2 separate regions of the Arachis hypogaea genome follow, and region 2 is linked to region 1. Evidence: chromatin contacts called from public Hi-C data. All regions are on one chromosome and are shown on one strand. Each heading gives the region's core, a stretch centred on a gene start, on an enhancer-like site or on the middle of the called end of the contact. The rest is flanking DNA. Distances are from core to core; before and after follow the strand shown.

Region 1 (6,857 bases), core at 1,612-4,111:
TTTTAGATCCCCCAACAGTATAACAAAATTTCTGAGGAAGCTCTTTAGACTATGAATCATTGCCTATAAACTATGTTAATTGCAACTCTCTTGATCCTTTGCGCTACCCACCAACAGATGACAATTGCTGTAAAGAATTGGATTCTGGGGAGAGTGCTGCAATCAACATGTCCTTTGTGAGCTGTTCACATCCTTGTTGGGACTTAATTACAAAGGTGTGAAATATGGTGTCATTTGCAGCTGCGAGTTTTGAATCAATAACATTGATTTGTGCCTCTTTGAATGTTTGGATCACTCTTGAAACCGGATGAGAATCAAGAGGGCAACTCACCCTAACAATCACCTCATCCTGTGCTGCTTCAATATCCACATCAGCATTTCCACCACCATGGTGATTTTCTGACGCTCTTTGCATTGCCTCCGGCTCCCTAAAAGATGTGCTTCCTCCATGTCTCTCCCTCTCAGATTCCATCATCTTGAGCTTTGCTTGGAGCTCATTGATGTAGGCAATGGCATCACCAAGCAATGACGCCTTGTCCATCTTGGATATATTGGGCACCACAGACCGCAGCGCATAGAACCTCTGGTTGAGCTTCTCGCGCCTCTGCCTCTCAGCTTCCACGTGATTGAGGGGTTCCTCCCTACCATTAGCAGGCTTCCTTCCCCGCTTCCTGGGCCTTCTTTCGTCAGCCATGCTTGGCTGCTCCTCCTTGCACGAGGCCTCAACATCAGAAAGCTCCGACTCAGCAACCACAGGCCTCACAGAAGGTCTGGAAGTGGCTCCGGAGAAATCAATCTGCATTTGCACCTGCCTTTGGGGTTGATAGCTGCTAATCCTAAAATCCTGCGGCCTCACACCACCATTGGCCAACTCGGCAGACACATTGCTCGCTGACGACCTAGGAGCGAAAATCTCAGCAGCGCCACCAGCAGCAGCCTGCCTCACACCACCTTGAGTATGATTATTACAGTTACTATTATTATTATTCCCTCCTCCTACTGCTGCTGCTCCACCAACCCAAGCAGACCCGTGATGAAGACCATTGCGAGGAGGACCATTGGGGAAGTTAATGGCATTGGCATTGGCATTATTATTCCCATTGGGTTGGTGGTGGGGTACCCAAGGCCTCTCCTCCATCTTCCTAACAGCAAGCTTCTCCCTGAAATGGGACCTACCAGAATTCACAGCGCTTCCAAAAACCTTTGGCACTCCCTCAACAACCTTGTTATTGTTCTGGTGAGTATGGTCCCCGATTACCAAACCAGGAAAAAGAGCACTATTATTCTCATCCCTCTTTTCACTCATCACCGTCAATGGCATAAGAGGCTTACTATTAGCCATGGGGTAGGTGGTTGTAGCCTGAGACGAAAACACCGATTTGATGGCCTGCAAGAGCTCAAAATTCTCCGGCAGAGTCCTCACTGAACCCAACTCCAACACTCCCAAATCGGTAGGAACCAAAATAATAGTCTGAAAGCCAGCGTTTTTAGCCAAGAAAGAGCGCACGCAGTATTCAGAGTTGGATTTCATGGCGTCCGAGAGCCACAGGTGCTTCCCGGACGCAAAGCACTTACCTGGGCCACCGTGGCCGCGGGGAAACGAGAAGTACATGGAAGCAAGAAAGAACATCTCCGTGTCCGTCACGCGGTCGAGGCCAAAAGCGTAATTGTCCTCGTCGGAGCCACCGAACGTAGTGTGTAGCTTCTGCAAGACCCTCTTCCTCATCCTCTGCTGCATCTCGTCGTCGATTCGGAGACTCAGAATCCCTCCCCTAACACCACCTCCGCCGCCTTCTTCGGCATCGTTGGGCTCCCTGCAGGAACCGTCGCCCCATCCGAGAACCCAGTCGCCGGATTTGGACTGAGATAACTGCCAGAAAATGGCGTAGTTCCAACTGAAATTCGAGAGGTTGGGACGGTCCACCAGATCGGAAAGCTTGTTCTGGAGAGTCTCGTCGCTCCCAACTGCCACTAACAGGTTCTCATTGGATACCGCGTTTGTCACCAAGAAATCCAAAGCGCGTGCTCCCAAAACCGCCGCTACCGTGGCTTTATCGTCGTCGTCCCACACCACGCGCCCCATCCCCACCTCCATGTTCTTCGCTCCCAACACAACACTTGTTCTTCAAAAATAATAATAAAATTGTAAATCCCTAAAAACGAAATCTAATATTAATCCTCAAAATCCCTGGATCCAGCCCCGGCCTCTACACACCCACCCAATCAGATAAATCCGGTTTTCTTTCTGCTTCCATCTCATGAATACGGTTTTCAGCTCTCAGATCTCGGAGCAGTTTCAGCTCTGCCCAAATTATAAGGAAAGAGGTAAATCTAAGAAGAAGCTGGTGGAAGGGGAACACAAGAGAGGGTTACCGGGTGACATGGGAACACGGATATGGACATGGACATTTCAGAGTAAAAGAGAAAGTGCAAGGAAACCAACACGAATATTGAGTCTGTGTTTTGTGCGAATGAGAACGAAGAAGAAAGAAAGGCTTTTCTTCCTTCTTAGCAGAGTGAAAGGAAGGGTCAGTGTGAGAGAATTGAAGATTGAAGAAAGAAGGAATGTGAATGGGAAGAGGAAGAGAAAGAGAAAGGAATGAACCCTACGCGTTACGCTCCCTAACTTCTAACTGCAAATGCCTAAACCATGGTTGGGTCAAACTAGAGTTCAGACTTTAACTATAGTTATTTTGTGTTATTATACTTATTAGAGTTTAGTCGGCAACAATTATCATATGCTTTTTTCCTTGTTTTTGTTTGCCTCTCTTCCCACCTATTGGACTATTGCTATATTCTGCTCAACACAAAACACCAGATTTCATTTTTTAAAAAACACAAATTACTTATCTGTCACCGATTTAATTATACAAACGAAAGGAAAGTATTATAATAATATTATTGTATACCAAGTTCACGATACTCGTGCTTAATAGTGGCCACAAACAATAACTCGCACGCAAGTCCTGTGCCATAAATGTGACACACACATTTGTTGTCTCAGCACGTTAAACTCGCCTGGCTATTTACTTTTCATATTGGTTTAATTAATCAGTGCTCTAAATATACATAGTAGACTAGTAGTTAATGTTTTAAAAGAATCGTGCTAATATAAATTTGTAAAAATAAAAATAAAAATTTAATTAACAAATACGTGTTTGTTTTGTGTATACTTTAAAACATAAATATAAAGAGGTTTAATTATTCTGTTGGTCCTTATAGTTTCGCAAAATTTTTAATTAGATTTTTATACTTTTTTTTTTCTTTTAATTGAGTCTTTACACCAAATTTTTTTTAATTGGGTCCCTACACTTTTTTTTCTTTTATTTAGGTCTCTATACCAATTCTTTTTTTTTTTTTAGTTGGATCCCTATAAAATTAAGTCAATTACTACTAAAAAGGACTTAATTGAAAAAAAAAAATTTTGTGTAGGGACTCAATTAAAAAGAAAAAAAGTATACGGACCTAATTGAAAATTTTATGAAACTATAGAGACCAATAGAATAATTAAACCATATAAAGACAAACACTAAAAATATAAACACAACAAAACATAACTTTTTTTAAAAGTATTTATCCATTTTGTTCTTCAAATAATTTCGAACCAGACATTTTAATCCTCAACTAAAATTAATTATTTGATTAGTCCCTAACAATTAATTCTGTCAGTCACTTAGGTCCTTTGTTACGTCAATTCTAACAGGGGATAAAATGGTCCCTGACAACTCTAACAGAGGACAAAATGGTCTCTATTCCCTCTGTTCAGAAACGATGTTGTTCTCCCCCAATTTCCATCGAACAAAATAGTCCCTGACAACTCTAACGGATGACAAAATGGTCTCTCTTCCTTCTGTTCGAAAACGATGTCGTTCTCCCCCAATTTCCATCATATCTTGATTATCTCTGATATTCATACTCTCCTTCTTTACCTTCACAGTCTTCTTTTTCGTATTCTCCATCCTCCTCTTCAACTCCAAAATCAAGTCATGGTGTAACTGTCACGCGTGTTGCATCTACCTCAACATATCATGGACCACATAATTCCCAAATTTCTATAACTAGTACATCCACCTTCTCCGCACTTCACCCACCAGAAGTATCCACCTCCAACCCCGACAACGTCCACCACATCCTTAATAACAAGTTCCACAACTACTCCAAGGACACACATTTCTCCACTCTCTGGCAAACAATATAGATTGTTGGACATTAGAGCATCATGAGAAGATTCTCCTTCGACATCACATGCAAATTCTCATTTGGAATGGACCCTGAGTGCTTCATTCCTTCTCTCTCGGAGTTCAAGCTGGCAGAAAACTTTGACCTTACATCCAAACTATCAATACAGCAAGCAATGTCGACGTCACCGCTCATATGAAAACTGAAGTGATTACTGAACATTGGTTCAAAGAAGAAGCTGAAGGAAGCGATCGGAGGGATGGACAATGTGGCCATGGAGATGATAGGGCGGAGGAGGAGGGAGATTGTGATGATGAAGACGACAGATCTTAACAAATCGGACTTGCTGTCTAGATTCATGAGATTCATCGAAGACGACAAGTACTTGAGAGACATAGTCATTAGTTTCTTGAGTATGAGTTGGTTGAGAACAAGTTAAGGGTTTTTCTTCTTGTGAACATTGAAATCGTAGAGTGTGCATTGTGTAGTTTGAAGTTGTAGTGTTAGATTGTTAGGGTTATGCGAGATATGATGAAAATTAGGGAAGAACAGTGTCGTTTCTGATCAAAGGGGTCAGGGACCATTTTATCCCCCGTTAGAGTTGTTAGGGACCATTTTATCCTCCGTTAGAATTGACGGAGTAAAGGACCTAACTGACGGAGTTAACTGTTAGGAACCAATCGAGTAATTAATTTTAGTTGGGAACTAAAGTGTCTCGTCTGAAATTCTTTGGAGACCAAAATGGATAAATACTCTTTTTTTAACTTATTTGGTATTTGAATACAAGACAAAACACACAAATCTCAGTCTTGTTAAAATTTTAATATTATCCTTATTGTAAACTACTACAGTACTACCAATGCCACCATTACACATTTACTATCTCAACTAAACTACCACCATCAACAAATTACCATTAACAATCTAAAACTAAATAACAAACTTAATCTAACAAATATCATTAAAAAATTCAATCCAACAAAATCAATACAAAATTATGTTAACAAAATTTAACCAAAATTCAAACAAATAAAAAATTAAATTATAAAAAAAATAAGCATAAATGAAGAAAAATGGTGACAGAAAAGAAAGGCAGAAAAATACGAATCTGCAAATAGAAAAGTAGACGAAAGCAAGAGAGAATAGGCATCAGTGATTTGAGGGAAGGAAAGGAGGAGGAGAGGTGGCAGTAGACTAGTGACATGACAGGAAGAAAGGCGACGATGGCCTTTGTGGCAAGAAGAGAAGATGAGAGGTCTCTATGTTTTGGGAGTGGAAGAGAGGAAAGGAGAGGGAGGAAGGAGAAGATAAGTGGGAGTATAATTGGAAAATAAATATTAAAAATATTGTGTTTATGTCTCAATATTTGTGTTTTACCCTTCAGTGTCATATACAAATTTTGTGTCTTTGTGTATTTTTGTGTCTTTCTATATCTTTTAAAATTTTATGTCTCACTAACTAAACAGTGAACGTATATTACCGTATCTATGTTTTAGATAGACACATCCATCAACTAAATGCACACTTAAAAACAGATATTAATATCATCATTTTCAGTAAAAGTTTTCAAAATTTTGACAAATATTAAAAATTTAAATTTGACATCTATTTTTATAAAAAAAATTGATTGATAATTTTATTATATGTTTTTAAAATATATGTTAAGTAAATTCTGCAAGTAATTAAAATTTGGATTATATTAAGAAATATTCTAAAAATATTTTTTAAAAGATATTATGCATAAAAAATTAAATAGAAAACTTTAATTTTAATTTTCTCAATATTTTAGACTATTTAAAAATTTATGTTTTAACTCTTTTAATTAAAAACTCTATGTCCCTCTTTAACTAAATTCTTCAAATTTTAAAACTTTGAATTCATTAAAAAACATGATTTAATACCTAGCTAGATCTATAAGCAGATTAGTTTCCTTATATATTCATTCAGAACCCCACTCCCCATGATTTAATACCTTATTATTAGGGTTTAGGGTTTAAGTTAAATTTAATTTAATTCTTAATTATTTTAGATATTTTATTTTAATTTTAAAAAAATTTAAATGAGTTTAATATTATTTTATAATTAAATTTAATATAAATAATTAATATATTTAAAAGTTAATATAATATTTAATTTTATTATATAAATAAAATTAATTTATTAATATCACTAATTTACAAATTTTTTGTTAATTATTGAAGTAAAATTTAACAATAAAATAATATTAGATTCGCTTAAAATTTTTTAAAATTAAAATAAAATATTTAAAATATTAAAAACTAGATTAAGATTTAGTCTAAATATTAAAAAATTAAAATAATAGTTTATTCTAGTATAAAATATTCTCTCATATATAAAATTATTTCTGTTCTGGAATACCATCGTATTATCTTATTTATAATATTTTTTTTATGTGATATTATTTTTTCGTTTTTTATTATCAATCATGATATGACTTTAGTAGGGGAAAAATTGTATCTATTATATTAATTTAAGATTATGTTTATAAGAACAATTTCTTCCACTTACATTTTTTTATTACAATCAAAATGTTTTTTACATTTTTCTTTTTATGTGATTTTTCTTTTGGAATAAGTATGCGTAAAATTTTCCAATGCTATGCCAAAATGAGAATATTTGAATAAGATATCTTTTAATAAAAAATTCAAGACGAATAA
Region 2 (6,857 bases), core at 2,534-5,033, 58 kb after region 1:
AATAATTTGATGATGACTAACATTATAATCTTGAGTTGAAAGCCCAAAAATATTTGTGATGTGTGTGTTTTGTGCATAAAATAAAAAATAGGCCCAACTACAAAAGTCAGCACTCACTCTCTTCTCTAGCCCATTACCATGATACCCTAAACTCCAACTAAACACTCACTTTTATCTTCTGATTGTACCCACGTGAATAACCTTAAATCAAGATTGAAAAGTTTCAAAAGCAAGCAAAGAAAGGGAAGCTCAGTTTAGGGTTCTATCAAAATGAAAAAAAAAAATCAACAAATCCAAGTGATAAAGAGGAAAGAAGAAGAAAAGTCAGATGCTAGTGCCAAAAGCAAAAATTAAATCAAAGGTTAAATCAGAAGAAAAATCAGAATAGCATTTCCATCTTTGTGCTACCATTCTAACTTGTTGAAGCTGTCTTCCTCCTGCATGCACCATTTGAGTAAGATGAAGAAAATAGAGGTTGTGTATCTCTGTTATAAATCAAAGATCAAAAACAAAACTTGAGCCAAAGAATGGATCAATGGTTTAGATTGTTGAAGCCAAAAGAATAAGGAAGAAAGAGAAACAACTAGGTAAGGATTCAAGCCACTCTAATCACTACTGCTATCCCATCTCTTTTCTACGTTTATGCTTTGAATTTTGGAGAAGAAGAACAAAGTCAAAGATATTCAACCAAGCTCAAGTTTTGGAAGATTTACTCTTATCTAAAAGGGTAAAGGCCAGAAATTGGAGCAAGGATAGTGAGCAGTGTTTGGGTCTTTATAGCTTTCGAGCTTAACCTTCTTCTCTTTCATGGTTTTACATTAAATTTTCTGTTCTTTAGCTTTTATCTTTCTTTATTTCTTATCAATGAAAAAAGGTATCAAGTGAGGAATCAGTAAAAGCCATTGAGAGAAAAGGCAAAGAGAGTATTCATGGAGAAAAACTCGAAAATTATTTCAATTTCTTTTGTATATATTTCTATTTTGTATTCATGATCTTGAGAGGATTTTCTTGCTAAGTTGGGTGAGCACTTAATAATTGAAAGTCTAGAGAGTGAATCTAGCCAAATTAAACTTAGATAGAAGTTTGGTTTGTCCCGAGTAGAAATGGATAGAATCTTGAAAAATTGGTGATTGTAATCTTTGTGAAAGATAGTGAAAATACCACCACAACTGGATGTAGGCCACATTGCATGCAGTGGTTGAACCAAGATATATGGATGTCTCATTTTCTCTTCTCTATTTTGTTTCTGTTTTTCATTCGATATGAGACAAAATGAAATTGTCTCCTACTTAATCTATCTCATAGAATCACAGTAACTGAGAGTATTCAAAAGTAACGAGTTTGTTCTGTTCCTGATCAATCGTGAAGAGACAAAATAAAATTATCTTCTCTATTATCAACTTGGCAAACTCAACAGCAACTCAGTTCTGAATCCAGTTGAAGTTAAAGTGAACGAGTTTAAAAGAGGCCATAGATTTAACCATCCCTTCTCTAGGCTATTGATAACCTTCAATTGGTATTAGAACTCGGTCTCAAGGGATCAAGCTTCACAATTTGGAGCAAATATCCAATGGCCAATAACATGGGTGCAAACATCGTGTCTTACACACTCACTGAGGGTCAGTCTAACAACAAATCTTTATTTTTCAATGGCAAGAACTACACCTACTGGAATATAGATATTTGTGTAGTCTGTTGATTACAATATTTGAAAGACCATTATGAACGGTCTGCAAGTTCCAACAAAAATAAGTGCTGAAGAAATGGTGACTTTAAAAGAAAAAGCTGAATGGAACAACGAAAATAAGAAGAAAGTGGAGTTGAACGTAAAGGCAATCAACATGATGCATTGCTCAATTAGCTTTAAGGAATACTGGAAGGTATCAAGGTGCAAAATAGTAAAAGAGATTTAGAATAAACTTTAAGTCACTCATGAGGGCACCGAACAAGTCATGGAAACAAGGATCGATATGCTAAGAAAGGAATATGAGATGTTCACAATGAAGGAAGGAGAAACCATCGATGAGATATTTGAAAGATTTTTTATCATCATCAATAGTTTAGATGATGTGGGGATGACTCACACCGAATAAGTGCTAGTGAGAAAAATACTTAGAAGTCTCACCAAGGAGTGGAAAACAAAAGTAACTGTCATCTCTGAAAGTAGTAATTTAAACAAAATGTCATATAATGAGTTGAGAGAAAAACTACTTGCCTATGAATCCATCCACATGAACCGAAACACGAAAAAGAAAGGAGTGAACTTGAAATCTAATATTGATTTATAGAAAGAAGATTTTAGTGACAGTTTTTCGGATGACAAAATTGTGTTTTTTATTAGGAGGTTGAGAAGACTCATGAGAAGCAAAGGAAAGAGTAAAGGCTCCAACTCAAAGGAACACAAGAGGGACTTCAGCAAGATTATTTGTCATCACTGCAAGAAAGCTTGTCATTTCAAGTATGATTTTCCTAAACTCAACAAGAAGGACAAGATGAAAAAAGACAAAAAAAAAGTGCTGATGACAGCATGGAAAGACTTGAAAATGGTTCTGATAATGAAAAAGAGTCTAAATATAAAGCACAAGCTTGTTTTATGGTTGACCAAGATCAAGTGGAAGAGGCAAATTATTTTGACCTATCTAATATTTAAATTAAGTCTTTGATTTTGTCTTTAACATTTGAAACGTTTTATTTTTATCATAAATATTTTATTTTGTTGTATTTTAGTCTTCTGATAACAATAAATATTTTTTTTTCAAAAATATAAATTTTGTTATTATTTTTTTTCTCTTATTATTCTATTATTTTCACCTTTAAATTACTATGACAATCACTGTAACAACTACCATTATGATATTTGCTATTATGTAAAAGAAAATGATAATAGAAAAATAATATTTTTAATTTTTTTAATTTTGATTAAAAGTTAAAATAAGACGAAATAAAACGTTTAGAATAAAAATAAAATGCTTCAAACATTAGAAATAAAATTAAAATTTAGCTAAAATATTTGGAGCTAAAAATATCATTCCCTATGGATTAAACATTTTTTTCATCTCTTAAAAAAAATTGAGAAACATTTCACATCATATATACTCTCTTTAATTTTATCTCAAATATATAATTATTCTTTTGAATAAAATGACATATTAAAAAAATTACTTGAGAGACAAAAGAAAATTTAATATATCCGTGCAATAGACCATTATTTTGAACCAAAACAAAAATTATATTAAGCAACAATTTTAAAAAATATAGAAAATTAATTTTTAATTAGTTAATATAATTAATGTTTTATAAAATTTATAATTTAGAATCTAGAATTATAAACTTGTAATTTAAAATTTAAAATAAATAAAATAATTTAAAAAAATTTAACAGTTGGCTCTTTAGTATTATTTTTAAAAATAACTAAAAATAAACGAGTTTAATAACTGAGTATAAATCTCACATATTTGAACTGATTTCTGCAAACTTTATCTTATTACTTTGATTAAAAAAAAAATCCATCATAAATTGGTGTATTCTTTTGTGTTGTATTGGATTGGAGTTTCAAGGATTGCCACCCGGCAGGCTGCTGTGGAGGAGGTAGGAACTAGGAACCAAGCTATGAATTGTTTGGACTTTGGATAGATCAGACGCAACATTGTATTTAATTTCTTTCCAAATAAAATAAAAAATGTGAAATTTATCAAAATTCAGGCTAGACTCTGACTCGTGAGTTTAAATAGGCATGTGACTATATCATACGTACCACTAGGACCTCGCCACCTAAACCTCCACGGACCATAGCTAGGTTTGACTAGTTACCTACTTACCATCGTTATTTAATACCTGCTTTTCACTACAAATTTATATCTACCAATCTCAATGGATAGAATACGGTAGGTTTTGGATTCTATCTTAATCCTATCTGCGAATTGAAATTTTTTTAAAAATTTTATCCTATTTTACTCATGCGAGTTAAGAATCTCTCAATTTTAACTCTATCCGCACCTTAAAATTCTAAACTTATCCTACCTGCAGAAAAATAAAAAATTTTTAAACAAATATAAAATTCAATCATTCCAAATTTTATACATATTAATAAAATAAAAAATAAAAAATTAAGTTCAAATTAAAATTAAAAACAATAAAATCTTAAAGAAATCCAACATAAAATTACAAATAATATGATCATCAACTAACTTAGTAGTTATTTCAAGTTTTTATAAAAAGAAGATTGTGAGTTTAACACTCACTTTCTTCACTACATACATAACTTTTATATATATATATATATATATAGGAGTGCGAGTAAGATAAGATAGGGTAGAGGAGAATATACCCTAAACCCGTACTCTACCTTACCCACAAATAAATTTGTACCCTACCCTATTCTATCCACAGCGAGTAGGATAGACAACCTTATCCGAATAGATTGGTCCGAATTAAATACTCGCAGGTAGAATATATATTACCAGTCCTATCTCTCATTCATTTTATATGGAATATATATTCTTGGCTCATTTTAAGTTCAAAGTTGGAGAATGTAAAATTTATGGCAATATTTGTTTTTTTCTTTCATCGGTATTCGTCTTTAATATTCCTTAATATAAAATAGTTGTCTCGCTTCTTGAGGTGAACAATTTTTTCTTATGTTTACAGAATTGTCAATCACCATCATAGCCGTAGCCATTTAAGTAGATAGGTTGGGTCTCTTGAATAATTTTAGCCTAGCCAGCTTTAGGTCTGTCTTAATTTTTTTTTTCTCAAAGTTAAGAAGAAGACTCCTCGTTGGCTAAGTCTGTCTTAAATTAGCCTATTTAATACTAAATAAATAAATTGGACTATAAAAATTATATTTTAAAAGATGAATATGTAATGAGTTCTGATAATCTAAATATTTTATTAACAAATTATTTTTTAATTAAATTTAATTAAGTATTTTTTATTTTTTTTATATTTTTTCATATTTTTCAATTAAAATTTGTATTTATTAATTCTTAAATTATTGAACTAAGTTAGTCAATTTTAGTTTTCAAAATGATTTAGTCATGTTATGGTAAAAAGGTGTGCTTAATTTATTGTTTGAGTTATAAAACTCACGTTCAATTGTGAAAAGTCTCAATTTTTTGGTTTTTTTTTTTTTTTTTTAACGCAAGCATATATATGTAATTCTATGTTTTAACTTTTTGTTTACTTAAAGCAATAAATTATAATTTTTGCAATCAATAGTTACGATTAGAGAAATGATTGAAAAAATTTATTTTATTTTTATCAATTTTATCTTTTATTCTTTTATAATGTATACTGTTATCTTTTTTAATAAAATTTTTATTCCTCATTATTATTGATATAAAATTTTAATCATTTTTACTCATACAACTTTTTTTTGAAATTTTTTTTTTGTTATTTTTGTTTAGTTTTGTATAATTTTTATCAGGAGTTTTTGAATTAAAGTATACTTTATTTATCGTTGCTAATTTTTTATAATATAAATTATTGATTCTATTAGAAAAATCAAATTAAATTAAAAAATACTAAAAAACTACTGAAAAATAGGTTTACACGTGTGGGACTGAATCACTAAGAAATAATTTTTGATTTTTTTTAATGAATATACAACTCATTTTTAGTAATTTTTTTAAAAGATTATGAGATTCTAAACTAAAAAATTATTTTTTTAATTTTTAATATTTAATTTTATAAAATTAGTTAATTTCTCTGTTAATATTAATATAAGAATTAATCAGTTTTATAAGATAAAAAATTAAAAAATATATTTTTTGTGGGGATTTCGTTACCTTTTAAAATAATTATCAAAAGCTATTTAAATTTTTTTTTTTAACTCAAGCAACAAAACCTTGTACTTCTTAATATACTGTACTCGGATTCAAAAAGTGGCATCGATAAAAAAAAATATGAAACCTTTCAGTGTTGGATATGTGAGTGTGTGTGAATTTGTTCGCGATGAAATGCCTAAGATTATAAGTTGTCTAACGTATGAAAAAAACAATCTTGATGTTCCAAATTTGCCCTTTTATGCGAAGATGGTCCACACCGATAAGTATGTTGATTGGGCCGTGAAATTAGGATGTCACACCGTTCACGTGCTGAGAAGACTGCATGTTGGTTGGTGCAAACTGGTGGGCCCTTCCCCCATTCTCTCATCAAACCCACTTTATACGTATTATATACTAACATAGCGTATTCAAACATTTCTTCTCTTTCTTTTTAAGCTAAAAATATGTTCATTTGATCACCTCCCAAAATGTCCAAGTCACAGACAACGGATTTGCATCTTCTCTCTTTATTCAACAAATAAATTACATGAAATCATTCAGGAAACATATGGATTTAAACACGTGTCAATAACATGAAATGGCCAAATTTTCGGTATTTTATTTTTAGACACTGATTTTTCTGCCAACAGTAAACAAAGGATTTTTTCACTACACGTTATACTTTTACAGAGAGATATGTAGAAAAAAATGTGTGACACATGATAAACTTTGTTTGTTATAGAAAAGTTTTTTTTCTTTATACAAATATCATTTTCCCTATCTTTTCTTGCCCAACTGTTTTGGTCGATATTTCAGTTTATTTTTTTCGGTCCAAAACACAAGCTCACCTCTTTGTGATTCTTGGACTGATGTTAACGTGGGCTTACTTTAAGGCCTAAGAAATTATGGGGGCATGTTAGTTTTGATAATAAAAAAAATCTACTGACGGTGCATTATTCGTAACGATTAAAATAAATAAATAAATAAAACTGATGATGTATACGAAAGTTGAAAGAAGAAACAAAGAAAAATACGTGATAGTGACACACAATTCCATTCATCCCCATTTTATTTTATATATAAAAAAATTTG

Evidence for each region. A called contact is a pair of places that touch in the nucleus more often than the background predicts.
Region 2: a Hi-C map of an unstated tissue shows a contact between it and region 1, with 4 times the contacts expected there. The contact joins the enhancer-like site here to the promoter of LOC112758465 in region 1. A contact is called at or near these places in 3 of 8 Hi-C or Micro-C datasets (leaf and an unstated tissue).

What each region holds. Positions count from the first base shown.
Region 1 is chr16:22,639,033-22,645,889 of arahy.Tifrunner.gnm2.J5K5, forward strand. It overlaps LOC112758465 (transcription factor MTB1), which reads right to left and starts at 2,862. Exons shown (of 1, transcript XM_025807153.3): 1 at 1-2,862. The coding sequence starts at 2,095. The coding sequence ends at 104.
Region 2 is chr16:22,695,913-22,702,769 of arahy.Tifrunner.gnm2.J5K5, forward strand. No RefSeq gene overlaps it. Among protein-coding and RNA genes, the nearest start is that of LOC112758950, 3.9 kb to the left of the region's middle. Within about 2 kb of position 3,784, at least 2 of the 3 cell types and tissues checked have open chromatin away from gene starts, as enhancers often do.